Regions from separate parts of the Triticum aestivum genome. Here region 2 is linked to region 1. Evidence: chromatin contacts called from public HiCAR-type data. All regions are on one chromosome and are shown on one strand. Each heading gives the region's core, a stretch centred on a gene start, on an enhancer-like site or on the middle of the called end of the contact. The rest is flanking DNA. Distances are from core to core; before and after follow the strand shown.

What was found. HiCAR-type assays count read pairs that join an accessible place to other places.
Region 2: a HiCAR-type map of leaf shows a contact between it and region 1, with 8 times the contacts expected there. The contact joins the promoter of LOC123113278 here to the promoter of LOC123113276 in region 1. A contact is called at or near these places in 4 of 5 Hi-C or Micro-C datasets (leaf and an unstated tissue) and 1 of 1 datasets of contacts at active chromatin or transcription factors (leaf).

Annotation. Positions count from the first base shown.
Region 1 is chr5B:569,732,940-569,739,428 of IWGSC CS RefSeq v2.1, forward strand. It overlaps LOC123113276 (ATP sulfurylase 4, chloroplastic), which reads right to left and starts at 3,642. Exons shown (of 5, transcript XM_044534476.1): 1 at 2,983-3,642; 2 at 1,520-1,925; 3 at 909-1,169; 4 at 690-776; 5 at 193-599. The coding sequence starts at 3,503. The coding sequence ends at 459.
Region 2 is chr5B:569,908,003-569,914,491 of IWGSC CS RefSeq v2.1, forward strand. LOC123113278 reads right to left here and starts at 3,382. Exons shown (of 10, transcript XM_044534479.1): 1 at 2,842-3,382; 2 at 878-1,142; 3 at 1-334. The coding sequence starts at 3,290. It overlaps LOC123113279 (general transcription factor 3C polypeptide 3), which reads left to right and starts at 3,704. Exons shown (of 1, transcript XM_044534480.1): 1 at 3,704-6,489. The coding sequence starts at 3,818.

The DNA of each region.
Region 1 (6,489 bases), core at 2,392-4,891:
TTCTAAGAAAAGAGAAGAACTCAGGCAGTCCCTAAAAGAATCTATCATGTCAAGTTCACTACTTACGCTTGAATGTTTCCCTTTCATTTTGCCATAATCTATATGTATATCATGTGCTCCAGTGAAAAGTACGTACAACACCATGAAACTAAAAATCATGGGAAATCTGAACATCAAACCTAAGAAGAGATGTTAGCAAACACATCAAGCACTAGATAAATTACCACAATATTGTATATGTAGTTATGTACAGATCTGGCAAGAGGATACAAAACCCATCCTTATTGGCACCACAAGCACATGATGGGCTCCAGGGGGCAACACTGCTAGCAGATACTAGTATGCAGTACACAAACCACACAGGGAGTGTTGGGGGATCATGCCCAAATGTCAAGTCTGACCACCAATATACAATCATATATCATTGGTTCATGATACGAGATACAACGCCACGGCTTCTAAGCCGCAACCGCCTCTCGCGGTTTGCTGCTGCCTTCTGGTGGTGCCAAGCTGTCGTAGTACTCGACGAGGACCTTCCAGCCACCCGGGCACATAAAACCATCTGGTGGGCTCTCACGGTTCTTGGCAAGGCTACGCATCTGTTTGCAGAGGAAAGTTTGTTAGGACAATGACTTAAAAAAAGCTGGTGCCGAAGTTACTGATGCGCAAATGACACTGAAATGAATTACCTTTGTGCCAGAGATGAACAGGAAGTCCTCTTTCCTCGATGGGTCGAAGAAATTCATCTTGTTATGCTTTGTGTCATATGCAGCCACCTGATCCAAAATAAGAATCAGAAGACATGTCAAGAAACCATCATAAGTCTACGATGCTGTATTTCGAAAATGAATAATAAACTGTTGAAGTCAAGATCGGAATGAGGTATCTGGTCTGGCATGATTACACACCTTGAAAGGAAGGATATTGAGCCTCTCAAGCCCAGGAGCCATGCTCAGTACTTTTTTCCCGTGATCAGCATCATAAAGGTCCCTCTTTTCGGTTGGGTGGCCCATACCAGCAGGGTCTCTTCCGACAATATAGAAGTTTGCACCAGCATTTATACGAGCCTTAGCATGCCACTGGACCTCAGTTGGCCCAGCATAGTGCATTGGAGAGGGGAAGATTGCAACCACAGTTGATTCTGGGTTTAGGACACCTTCCTCAAGAACCTAGCAGAATTAATGAAGAAGAAACGTCAGAACCATGCAGGAACTATACATTTACATCTTAAAGTGTCTATACTAGTGTCATCAAATAAAAGGTTTCAAAACACGGCATGGCATGATTCCTGTTGCCCAGGATTATAGTTAATTTCTATGGCATATAGGAGTCACATTTCTTTTTTTATAGAAAATGGATGATAGGATTAAAAAAAAAAGGGCAGCCCCAGTGCATGTAGCTCCCGCTTGCGCAGGGTCTGGGGAAGGGTCCGACCACTTTGGGTCTATTGTACGCAGCCTTTCCCTACATTTCTGTAAGAGGCTGTTTCCAGGATGATAGGATTGTTATAACTAAATACCTTCTCATGCTGCTTCATTCTCACACTAAGAGGCACATCATCTGCTTTTGTGAATCCTCCCAGTGGATGGAGAAGAAGAACAGGGTTTTTGTAGCCCATCTCAAGAAGGCGCCTCCGTGTATCAGTCATGAGCAACGCATGCCCATTGTGCACAGGGTTACGCAGTTGAAAAGCAAATACCGCATCTGCATTGCGCCTGGCAAATTCTTCACGCAGCTGTGCTGGAGACAAACGATACTGATCCAGACCATCATTATACTTGATTGGTTCTATAACCTCCAGGTCTCCACCAATCAACCAATCACCAGCATTTGTAATCGCCTCCTCTACGTACGGCAGTCCACGTGCAGTTGTTCCCCAAGTCCGTGCAATTCTTTCTTCCTTGTTATGCTTGTAGATCTCAATACTGAAGAAAGAAGGAACGAGTGTTAAAAATGAGTTGCGGATGTAGAGCATCAAGTACAGTAAAATAAAACCACACTCCTATATCATATAAATAGGCTATGCTTGTTTCCAACACATTGGAAGCCATGTGTAACATCTTGTCAAGACTAGAGATTCCGTCAACAGATAGCGGCGTGTTACGTCGATGTCATTATGTCACTCTAGTTATCCGGTAACTACATTTTTGGGCCAGCATCATTTTCATTTTTAGTGTTCCATGTTTAAAAAAAAGTCTATACTTAAATGGCAAATACAAGAGAATCACGGTGATGTGAGTACGAGGCATCGCACGTCCTAAAGTACTAGGAAAGGCGGCGAAAAAACGACAAAACGGAAATATCTATTCAAGGAAACGATACGATAAGATATGTAATTTGATATGCCTGAAGGTATTATCAAGTTTAATACGACCGAAGATACTACCAAGTTTAATACGACCGAAGATATTATCAAGTTGACTACGACCGAAGGTATTGTCGACTTTACTAATCATCTATTGGAGGATGCATGATTGGAATACTACGGTTATCTGAAGTCTGTCAACATATACAAATATACTGTTAAAAGTATGAGTGAAGTCCTCACTATCATAGCCCCATTCCACAAAAGTGGAAACTGCTACAAATTTAGTTTGACTGTCAAATAAGCACTCGAGGTAGAAAATTGCTAACCATCATTGCCCGTATTCTTGTAAAAGAAATATATACTGGCACTAAGTTTAGATACGACCTAGAATTGTGTACACAGATAAGCTATGTAGCTATTGAAATGTGCAAACCATATGTCCTATTAACAGTGAATCCACAAGTTTCAGGTTGAAGAAACCACCATTGTCAGCAGGAGCCCAAATAAGCTCACAACCCAAGCCCCCAATTCCTACCCGAACATTATAAATTCCATCTTGAAATTGGTACGTACACTACAGTAGCTACATTTAATCATGGGAAAGAATCGGCAGACATGAATCGGAGAGAGGGGAAAAGAGAGAGAGAGAGAAGGAAGGGGGGATGCGTTCTCACTCGCTGAGCACGGCGACGGGGCGGTCGTGGGCGTCGACGAGCGCGACGGTGGTGGCGCCGTCGGCCTGGATGGCGCGGCGCTGGGCGTCGTCGAGGGCGAGGACGATGGGCACGGACATGTTGACGAGGCTGCCATCGGCGCCGCGGACGGCGTTGAAATGAAGTGCTTGGAGGAACTCGGTCTCGCGCATGAAGCCGCGCAGCGGGCTGGCCCAGCCCTCGCTGAGCACGTGCAGCCACTCGGTGTCCACGCGGCCCAGGCGCAGCCGGTGCGGCAGCGCCGCCGCCTCCCGGCGCAGCGCCGCCCGCCGGCCGCCCTCCTCGGGCGCCACCAGCTCCACCAGCCTGCCCCCGTCCGGCTCGATCAGGCCGCCGGCCCGGCACCGCACCCCGCGCGCCGCCGCCGCCGCGGCCCTGCCGCCCCTTACCGCGACCCGCGTCGCCGGCTGTCCCTGGCCATGGCCCCTGCCCGGCCGCGCCAGCTGCGGGAACCTCACTGCGAAGGCGGCCTGCGTCGCCATGGCTGCTGCTTCTTGCCGACGATTTGGTCTCTCCCAGATTCCACCTCCGCCGCACTACTTATATCGTGTCGGGGCGTTTATGTTTTCGTCTCGCTCTTGCCTTGTGGCTGGCGGGCGGGGCGGCCTGACCTTCGCGGTGGGTGTGTGTATAAAAAATGGGGAGGCAGGGTGGAGGTGAACCTGGACGGGATTGCGGGGAGGGTGCGGGGCGGAGGCCATGGGCGCGGTGAACGTGGACAAGGGAGTGGGGGACGTGGGGGCTGCGCTAATGGGGGCTGATGAGGATGATGGATGGAGCGGGCTGGGAAGTGCCTTCCTCGCCTTGCTGCCTGTGGGCCGTTTTGGAGTAGTATTATTTTTTCGTTCAGGGACACTTGGACTTGGACTGGTGTCCCGAACGACTTTCGTGACGTGTGAACTTATGTGTCCTTTGTCGAGTCTGGATCGTCTACGCTGTGGGGGTTTATGGCCCCGCACGGGCACGGCTCCTTCTTCCTTGACCCTCAAAAAATCCCCAATTACATGGACACTCCCTCCGTCTGAAAATACTTGTCATCAAAATGAATAAAAAATGATGTATTTAAAATTAAAATACATCTAGATACATCTTATTTTATTCATTTTGATGACAAGTATTTCCGGACAGAGGGAGTACAAATCATAGACCAAAAGACGCACACCACAAATCATATGCAGAAGACATAATTATAGTATCTCGGATGAGACGCGAATCAACCTGTGTTTGGATGGTTAGAGCGACTGTGGTATTGCAGCCCATCAAGGTTCAAATCCTGATGCTCGTATTTATTCTTGGATTTATTTCAGAATTTCTGGCGATGCGCATTCAGTGGGAGGAGACGAGCGCTTGTGTCTAAAAAAATACTCCCTTCGTTCTGAAATATTTGTTGGAGGAATAGATGTATCTAGATGTATTTTAGTTCTAAATACATCCTTTTTATGCATTTCTTCGACAAGTATTTCGGATGAGACAGCCACGTTGGTCCAGGGATCGATCTTGAGCGTGTCGGGTAGCTGCCACCACAACCAACCGTCGAGCCACAGACTTGTCCTCCGTGCGGTTCCTTCCTGATTCAGTTGATACAAAATTATTCCTCTTTCCTTCTACGGTGAACGAGATTACTTCTCATGTGTTGTATGTTTTTTTTTTTTTGGAAAGGGGTTTGCCTGCCCTCTGCGTCATCATGAATTGTAGTGTATGATTTACTCTTTTTGGATTTGATGCATTTAGCCCTGATGTGTAACCGGTTTTGCTATTTCTTAGGCAATAGAGAAATAACTATGTTTTTCCTGTAAGATCCAAAAAATGGATCTTGTTCCACTATCAAGAGATAACGGAATAAACTGAACACAGAATAATTATGTTTGTTATGTATGTGCGTGTGGGGAGGAGGTGGTGAGCAATGGTGGTTTTCATGACATGGCATTCCATTTCATTGGCAGTTTGGCATAGCTAGATGGAACTAGTCGGTTGGCTCTTCTTCTCTTACTCACCACCTTCAAATAACAAGTACTCCCTCTGTATCGAAATAGTTGTCGTTGGAGTAGCTGAACTTCAGCTACTCCAACGACAACTATTTCGGTACAGAGGGAATAGTTCTCTCCATGCCCCTCCCTCTTTTTGATCCATCGTTTTGGCGGGTCTCCCCTTAGGTGGAGTGCTCGAGCTCATACTAGTGGTGGTGACATAATAATCCTTCCGTTTGACCCCTTCTTGGTGGTAGCTTAGTACGTATCACCGAGAACATAATTTTTTGGTGAGGATATGGTGATTACTGCAGTATGCTTCTGACAAGGTTCCTTCTTATAGTGCTCTCAGGCTTCCGTCACGATGTGTCTCCTACTGTGGTCTACGACGCTCATCATCGACAAAAGACTTGTTCACGTGGAAATATGTGTATCCAATTGTAGTCATGCGTCAAGGGACCCCGACGTAGGAGGGATAAAGCTCGAGGACTGGCCTTAACAACACAATTAGTCTGCTGGTTGGATTGTAACATCCCAACTTAGGGTTTTCTCTCCAACTTTTCGTCTGGTAACTGATCATTGTTGTATCCACTCAAATTTTTGTTATGCCTTTATATCAATTCATTTCTTTGTTATTATGCGTTCCTTCACTTTTAGTAGTAATAGCTAACAGATATGCGATGGCGTGCATACTAAAGAAACAACATGATTAGCATGCACTCCATCCTGTGCCACCTCAAATAATTTAGGTTCGCTTGTTGTTATTGGTCAAATGTGGTGGGGTTGTGCATAATCTATATAGCGAACTGATTTGGGTGCTATCACACGGGGCTTGTTCGACTCGATCCTAAGAAAGGATCGATGTGACCCAAAAAAAGAGAAAGGATCGATGTGGACGAGAAGATGTAATGTGAGGGCATCCATGTAGTGGAGACCATCTAACTCAACATGGTTATTTGGTCATCAAGGTCTTTAGAACTCTATCTATTAATTAAAAAGAAGAAAGTTGCCCAATTATTTAGCGAAAAAAGGGAAGACAAATGTGACAATATGTCCATGAGGCAGGACAACACAAGCAACCTAGCTACCCACAAAGGCCTGCACACAACAACGAAGAGTAGTGCTCTGTCGAGGTTTGCCAGCACAGTGTCATTGCCGTAAATTCTTCCCGAGCAAATGACTCTAGCTTCACTGGAATATATCTATAGGGTATAGACATAGTAGCTCCAGCCACTGGAATCCACTCGAACGATCAACCAAGATCCCTGACCCACGATCGACGCACGAGTTTCCTGTTAGTCTATGCCAAACAATCGGTCAGAAGAGTCGTGGACAAGGATGTCGAGCATATGACCTGCCCATTGTATGGCACCATTGCCACCGAGTTTCCTCTTGACACGTAGTAACTCCGACCGTTAGATCTACAAAGAAGGCCCCAACCATGTGTATTGTGAGATTCGACAAATCGGACGCCTGATATCTACCAATAGAACATTTTCCG
Region 2 (6,489 bases), core at 2,132-4,631, 170 kb after region 1:
TCACAGCCATTTCATCAATGTCATTTTCACAAAGCCTGCTCCTGCTGGACTCCAAACGCTCCTGGCGAGCCTGCTGTTGCAGGCAATCCCGTCGCTTCCAGCCCTTCTTCATTTTCTGTGCGGAATGAGCTTTTAAATTTGGGGAAATATCTGTGGGTGAGCATGAGAGCACGCCATTGCAAGCATGACTTGCAGGTCTAGGTTCTGCTGAACTTTTTATGCTTGCGATACCTAGACGTTGTAGCCTGTCACTCTTCAAAGGAATTTCACCATTTTCCCTCATGTCACAGCATACCCAAGAGGGTATCATAAAAGAATGGGAAATCCTATTAAACTTGAAGATAGAAAAAGAAAACTATCAGGATCTGATATTCGAATTTCTAAGCATAAATAGAAGACATAAGAAAACATCCACAATACAATCATCAATAGAATTGATGAGTAAGTCCATATAGTATCTCGTGAAAAAAGATAGTAATAAAATAAATGGCTAACATTAACACCTCCACAACTTCTCTTTCTGGCAAACACACCCCATGCAAGTATTGTTCTGCTTGCCAACACCCTCCTTCCCCTAATTTTCATTACATTTAGAAAAATCGCATGTTGATTCCATTATAATCATTTTTCTCAAAACTGACACACTAATCTCTCTCCAAGTATAATTGTTAATCAGGTCCGGACAAATGTTGAATGTTTAGTTCCAGAAGTGAATGAATGCCATGTAACAAGCACCAAAATCACACATAACAAATACAAACAACACATCAAAGATCAGAACCAACACTGTTGAAGATAATGTAAATTATGTCAACATGATCAAGACATAGCAATAATTAGGAACAGGTGGAAAGCAATACTTCTGATGAGAACATACCTGAAGATTAAGATACTGCAGTGTAAGCATAGAGACTAGTTCAACTGATCCAAGGGATGTCAATCTATTGTTCGATAAGTCAAGGCTTTCAAGACATCTCAAAGAAGAGATCCCTGATGGTAAATCTACCAACTTATTATTAGTCACTTTGAGGAATTTCAGGGCCCGCAACTCGGTTATCCAGTTAGGCAAGTTCTTCAGCTTGTTGAAAGACAGATCAAGTTCTTGGAGCTTCCTGAGGGAGCCAATCTCAGGGGGGAGGAACCTAAAGATATTTAAAAAAGAATGTGAAACCACCATTTTTTCCAGGGAACAAGAGAAAAAAAACAAGTCAATATAGCATAAAATAGAAATCATCATCAGGAACACCATACAAGTTCCCTATATTTGGTTCAACTGTCCAAAGTCGACATAAAATTCAATTAATTATTTCAAATAGCCTAGATCAAGAATATCCAACTTCTGCATACCACATACCACATCAGTATTGGCATTTTTCTCATTGTTCCAAATATCAGCCAGTTAATCGGCATCTCGGTTAGTTCATCGCTACTCGTACATCTCCAGATACAAAAAGGCCCTATTCACGCCATTAACTGGTTGGGGCAATTTATCGGTCTGGGCCGATTAACTGCTAGGGAATTTTTGGCCCAAAAATGGCCCGTTCCCTCCCTTCTTTCACAGCTGTGCGGGCATTAGGTTAGACAGCCCCCTCCCTTCTCCCACTCGTGGAGGAGCAGCTGCTGCAGCCGTCCCATCCCTGAGCAGCTTCCGCCGGCTCCGCCCCCTACCCGAGCAGCAGCCGGCGCCGGCCAATCCCTGGTCCCCTCCCTGAGCAGCCCATGACGGGCTGTTGGCTCCGTCCCCTCCCTGAGCAGCAACCGGCTTCGTATCCTCCCCAAGCAGTCGCCAGCGCTGTCCCCTCCCCGAGCAGCCAGCATTCCCTCCCGAGCTGTTTCATCGTCTGCTCCTCCTGTCCATGGTGTCCCCAGGCAGCAAGTAAACTCAGTTCTCTCCTCTGTGATGTACTTCTGCTGCTGCTGATGCGCTCTGCTACCCTCCTATGTAGTATCTCGACATCTAGTATGTGCTGATGTGGTGCATTTGGCATTTGTAGCAATCTACGGTTGCTTCTACTACAACATGTTGCTATGTAGGCTAGGATATATAGATTTTGGCCCTAGTAAACCTACCGATAAATTCAGTTAATAGGGCGATTCGCCAATTTATCCCTACTCAGCACCCAACTGATATGCTACCAGTTGAGAATTTTGCTACAAAATTTAACCACAAAATCATTTAATCATCATCCAAGCATTTGAACTTTTAAACATCTGCAATAACCATCAGATCAGTACATTTCCAATATTGAGACAAAGTAACTTGGCTACAACAACCATTTATAATCAAACTGCGCAACAAAGTTGACAAATGCCCCTGCATTGCCAAGCTAGGGACATGATTCAGAACAGCTAGTTAAAGTAAGGTGGGTAAACTGAATGCTCCTACAAACACCAATTACCTCTATAAACTACTGCAGAGACATAGCAAATATTGCAGGCATAATGGTAGCAGCTAATGTGCAGGTTATAAAACTTAAGAGTAGCCACAGCAAACAATTCAACCTGATTTAACACATGGCAAAGCCATCATGGTTGCCAGAAGCTATTGGACAGTGGGCATGGAAAAGTTGCACCAAACCAGCATAGATTTATAATTAGATGCTAGTCTGCTAAAGGTTTCTTATACACATCCATTTCTCCTAGGGTGGTCGTGCTACTGAAATAAACATAATATGGCACTAGAAAACACACAAAAAAGCAAGCTTACGCTGCAAATCACAGATGGAACATACAATTTGGCTGATTAAACACGAGAACAGTAAATTAACCACTGTAGCAAAATTAGCAGTAGGCAAGCAGGCAGGCAGCTGTCAATTGAAGTAGTGGTGTCGTGCAGCATACCTGATGGAGAAGTGGCAGATGGTGAGCTTGGTGAGGCACTTGAGGCTGGCGATCTCGACGAGTATGGAGCAGGCCGAGGGCCTGGGCGGCACCAAGGAGAGCTCGAGCTCCCTGAGCGCCCGCATCCGGCGGAGCACGGCCCCGGAGACCCTGGGCGCGGAGACCTTGAGCTGGAGGCTCTGTAGCCCGTCCAGGTCCCCGGCCTCCGGGGGCAGCACCTCGACGTCGTTGCCGAAGAACTTGAGCGCCCTGAGCCCCCCGCGGCACTCGCCGATGGAGCGGGGGACGAGGTTGTAGGCGTTGCGGTAGATGTAGAGCTCGCCGCCGCGGAGCGCGGCGGGCGGCGGCGAGAAGGGGGCGAGGTCCCATGTGTTGCCGGCGACGTCGGCGGCGTCGGATCCGCGCGCCGGGAGGCCTCCGCCGTCGGGGTCCGGCGCGGCGGGGTCCATGCGGGCGCCACCGTCGGCCGCGGGGTTTTTGGGGCGGCGCGGCGCGCCGCGGCCTAGGGTTTCGTACGGGGGGCGGGGAGAGAGTGTGAACGGGGGAGGGGGCGGGGAGAGAGTGTGAACGGGGGAGGGGGGGGAGAGAGAGAGAGGGAGAGCGGGGGTGGGAATTGTATAAGTTAAGCTATCCTAAAGCTGAGATTTGGACCGGGTTCTGATTAGTTTCTGTCTCGAGGGGTAAAATGGAAAGGCGGCCACGCGGTCACCCCGCGCTCTCCGGGAAGACGAAGCCGGTGCGGCTCGGACGGGGTCGCGGTCAGGCTCGGGCGCGGTCGCGGTCCCGGTCGGGTCGGACCCGAGCCTGTGCGTTCAAGGGCTCAAGGCCCACTTTGAAAGAGGCCCACTCACCGTCCCAGATTTTTGGCTGATCCACATCGCTCTAGGCTCCGGCTCTCGCCGCCGGCCTCCCCTACTCCGCTTCCCGCCGGCAGGAGCGACTCCTTCTGCCGCTTTCCTCGGCCCGTGCTTCGGCGATGCCGGCGACGGAGGAGGAAGGCGCGGCGGCGGCGGCGGTGGCGGAGGAGGAGGCGTACGAGCAGGAGGACGGGGACGGGGAGGAGTACGACGAGGATGAGGAGGAGGGGTACGAGTTCGGCGACGCGGCGGACGCGGCGCAGTGCGTGGAGATGGCGGAGCGGGGGCCCGGCGGCGCCGTGGCCACCGTCAGCATCCGGGACTTCGAGGCCCTGGCGGCGCTGTCGCGCAAGCGGAAGGCCCTCCCCGCCGAGGAGCCGCCGCAAGGGGACGAGGCCTCGAAGCGGAGGAGGCAGCAGGGCGAGCTCTCCGAGGCGGAGTCGGCGAACCTCTTCGACCAGCTGATGGAGGGGTTCGGCCTCCGGCGGAAGAAGCGGCGGCGGTCCAAGGACGGCAAGAGGAAGGGGCGGGCGAGAGGGCGGAGGAGCCGGTGCAGCCCCGAGGTCATCAAGAAGCTGGGCGACGCCACCCTGCTCTTCACCGAGAACAGGTTCAAGGAGGCCATCCCCATCCTGCACGAGATCGTCCGGATCGCGCCCAACCTGCCCAACTCGTACAACCTGCTCGGCAGCATCTACAAGGAGAATGGCGAGATCGACAAGGCCATCAACTTCGTGATGCTGGCCGCCTACGTCTCGCCCAAGGACGTGTCGCTGTGGAAGAAGCTCATCGACCTGGCTCTGAAGAAGGAAGACGCTGCTCTGGCAAGGCACTGTGTTATCAAGGCAATGAGGGCTGATCCGGAGGATGTGGGGCTCAAGTTTGATTGCGCGAACATATATCGCACCCTCGGTGACTGCCACAAGGCCGCGGAGATATACGAGCAGATTGTCGGGATTCATCCCTCCAACACCGTCGCCCGTAGAGCGGCGGCGCAGATGTACAGAGACTCTGGTCAAATTGATAAGGCTATTGATTTGTTGGAGGATTTTATCAATGCTCAAACTTCAAACATCGACTGGGGTCTTCTTGATTTACTGATATCCCTTCGTCTGAGAAATGATGCCCATGGTGAAGCTCTTAGGCAGATCAAGAAGGCACAACTGGTGTTGGGATCCGGACACAAATTACCAGTACGGTTGCAAGCAAAAGCAGTAATCTGCCATGCTTATCTTGGAGATCTGAAACATGCTGAGGTGTTCCTTCAGAGTGTGCATCTGGGGCGTTCAAAAGAGAATGCTGATATGGTTAAGGAGGTCGCTAGCACTCTTCAAAGTTTGGGGCAGTATGAGTATGCACTAAAATTTTACTCCATGATGGAAGACGTTGCTGTTCATAATGATGGTGGCTCGTATGTGGAAGCTGCTCGATGCTACATGGTCATGGGGGACAAAGGAAAAGCTATTCCTTACCTCTATAAAGCTTTAGAAGGGATGGAGGACAATGTCGATGTACGGATAACCTTATCTTCTCTTCTAGTCGATGAGAATAAGAGTGATGAGGCTATCAAACTGCTTTCTCCTCCTGAGAATACAGAGTTGCAGTCCGCTGATATCCCAGATCATCAGAAACCTTGGTGGCTTGATGGGGAAGTAAGAATGCAGCTTGCCAAACTTTATTACAACAAAGGCATGATGGAGAAATTTGTGGAAACCATTTTTCTTCCCATTCTCGAGACACTGGATATCGAGTATGCTAATAGAAAGGTCAAGATGAATAGAAAGCTTACAAATGATGTTCTGCAGGAAAGAACTAAAGTGCTGGGGGAAGCACGTCAAGACAGCGTATTTCAAGGATGCAGGCCTATAGCATCGACTGCAGAGTTAGTCAAGGCAAACAGAGCAAGGAAATTGCTAGAAAAAAGGGCAGCAGAGTCAAATGAAGACACAATAAGAGATGATACACGTAGAGCAAAGCAGAAACCTCCTCTTCCTGGTCTGCTGACAAATGTGGAGAACCATCAGCTTGTGTTAGATCTCTGTCGAACACTGGCTCTGCTTCAGCGATACTTTGAGGCGCTGCAAATTATCAATCATGCTCTTAGACTTGGAAATGATCCCCTCTCTGATGACATCAAGGAGGAACTACGGTCCTTGGGCGCTGAAATAGCATACAGAGCTCTAGATCCCAGCCCTGGCTTTGATTATGTCCGTTATGTAGTTCACAAGCACCCGCAATCCATCTCCGCATGGAACTCCTACTACAAGGTGACATCAAGAACAGAAGAGAAAGGTCATTTTAAGTTTCTTCTTCGGGCAAGAAGGGATCCCAAGTGTGTGCCTCCTAAAATCATATCTGGGCATCGGTTTACTGCTATCAGTCAACACCAGTCCGCTGTTCGGGATTATCTGGAGGCGTACAAGCTGGACCCGGAGAATCCTCTAATCAATCTCTGCGTTGGTTCGTCCTTGATCAACCTCTCCCTGGGCTTCAGGCTTCAGAACAAGAACCAGTGCATCGTCCAGGCATTCGCGTTCCTCTACAAGTGCCTGCGCATCGGCAGCAACAGGCAGGAGGCCCTGTACAACATCGCCCGGGCGTACCACCATGTCGGCCTCAAAACCCTGGCGGTCATCTACTACGAGAAGGTTTTAGCCATGGAGGTGGAAGATCACCCCATACCCAAGCTTCCATTCGAGGAGGATTTACAGGAGCACCAGGATTTCAGGCCTGGCTACTGCGATCTCCGAAGAGAGGCTGCGTTCAATCTGCATCTGATCTACAAGGAAAG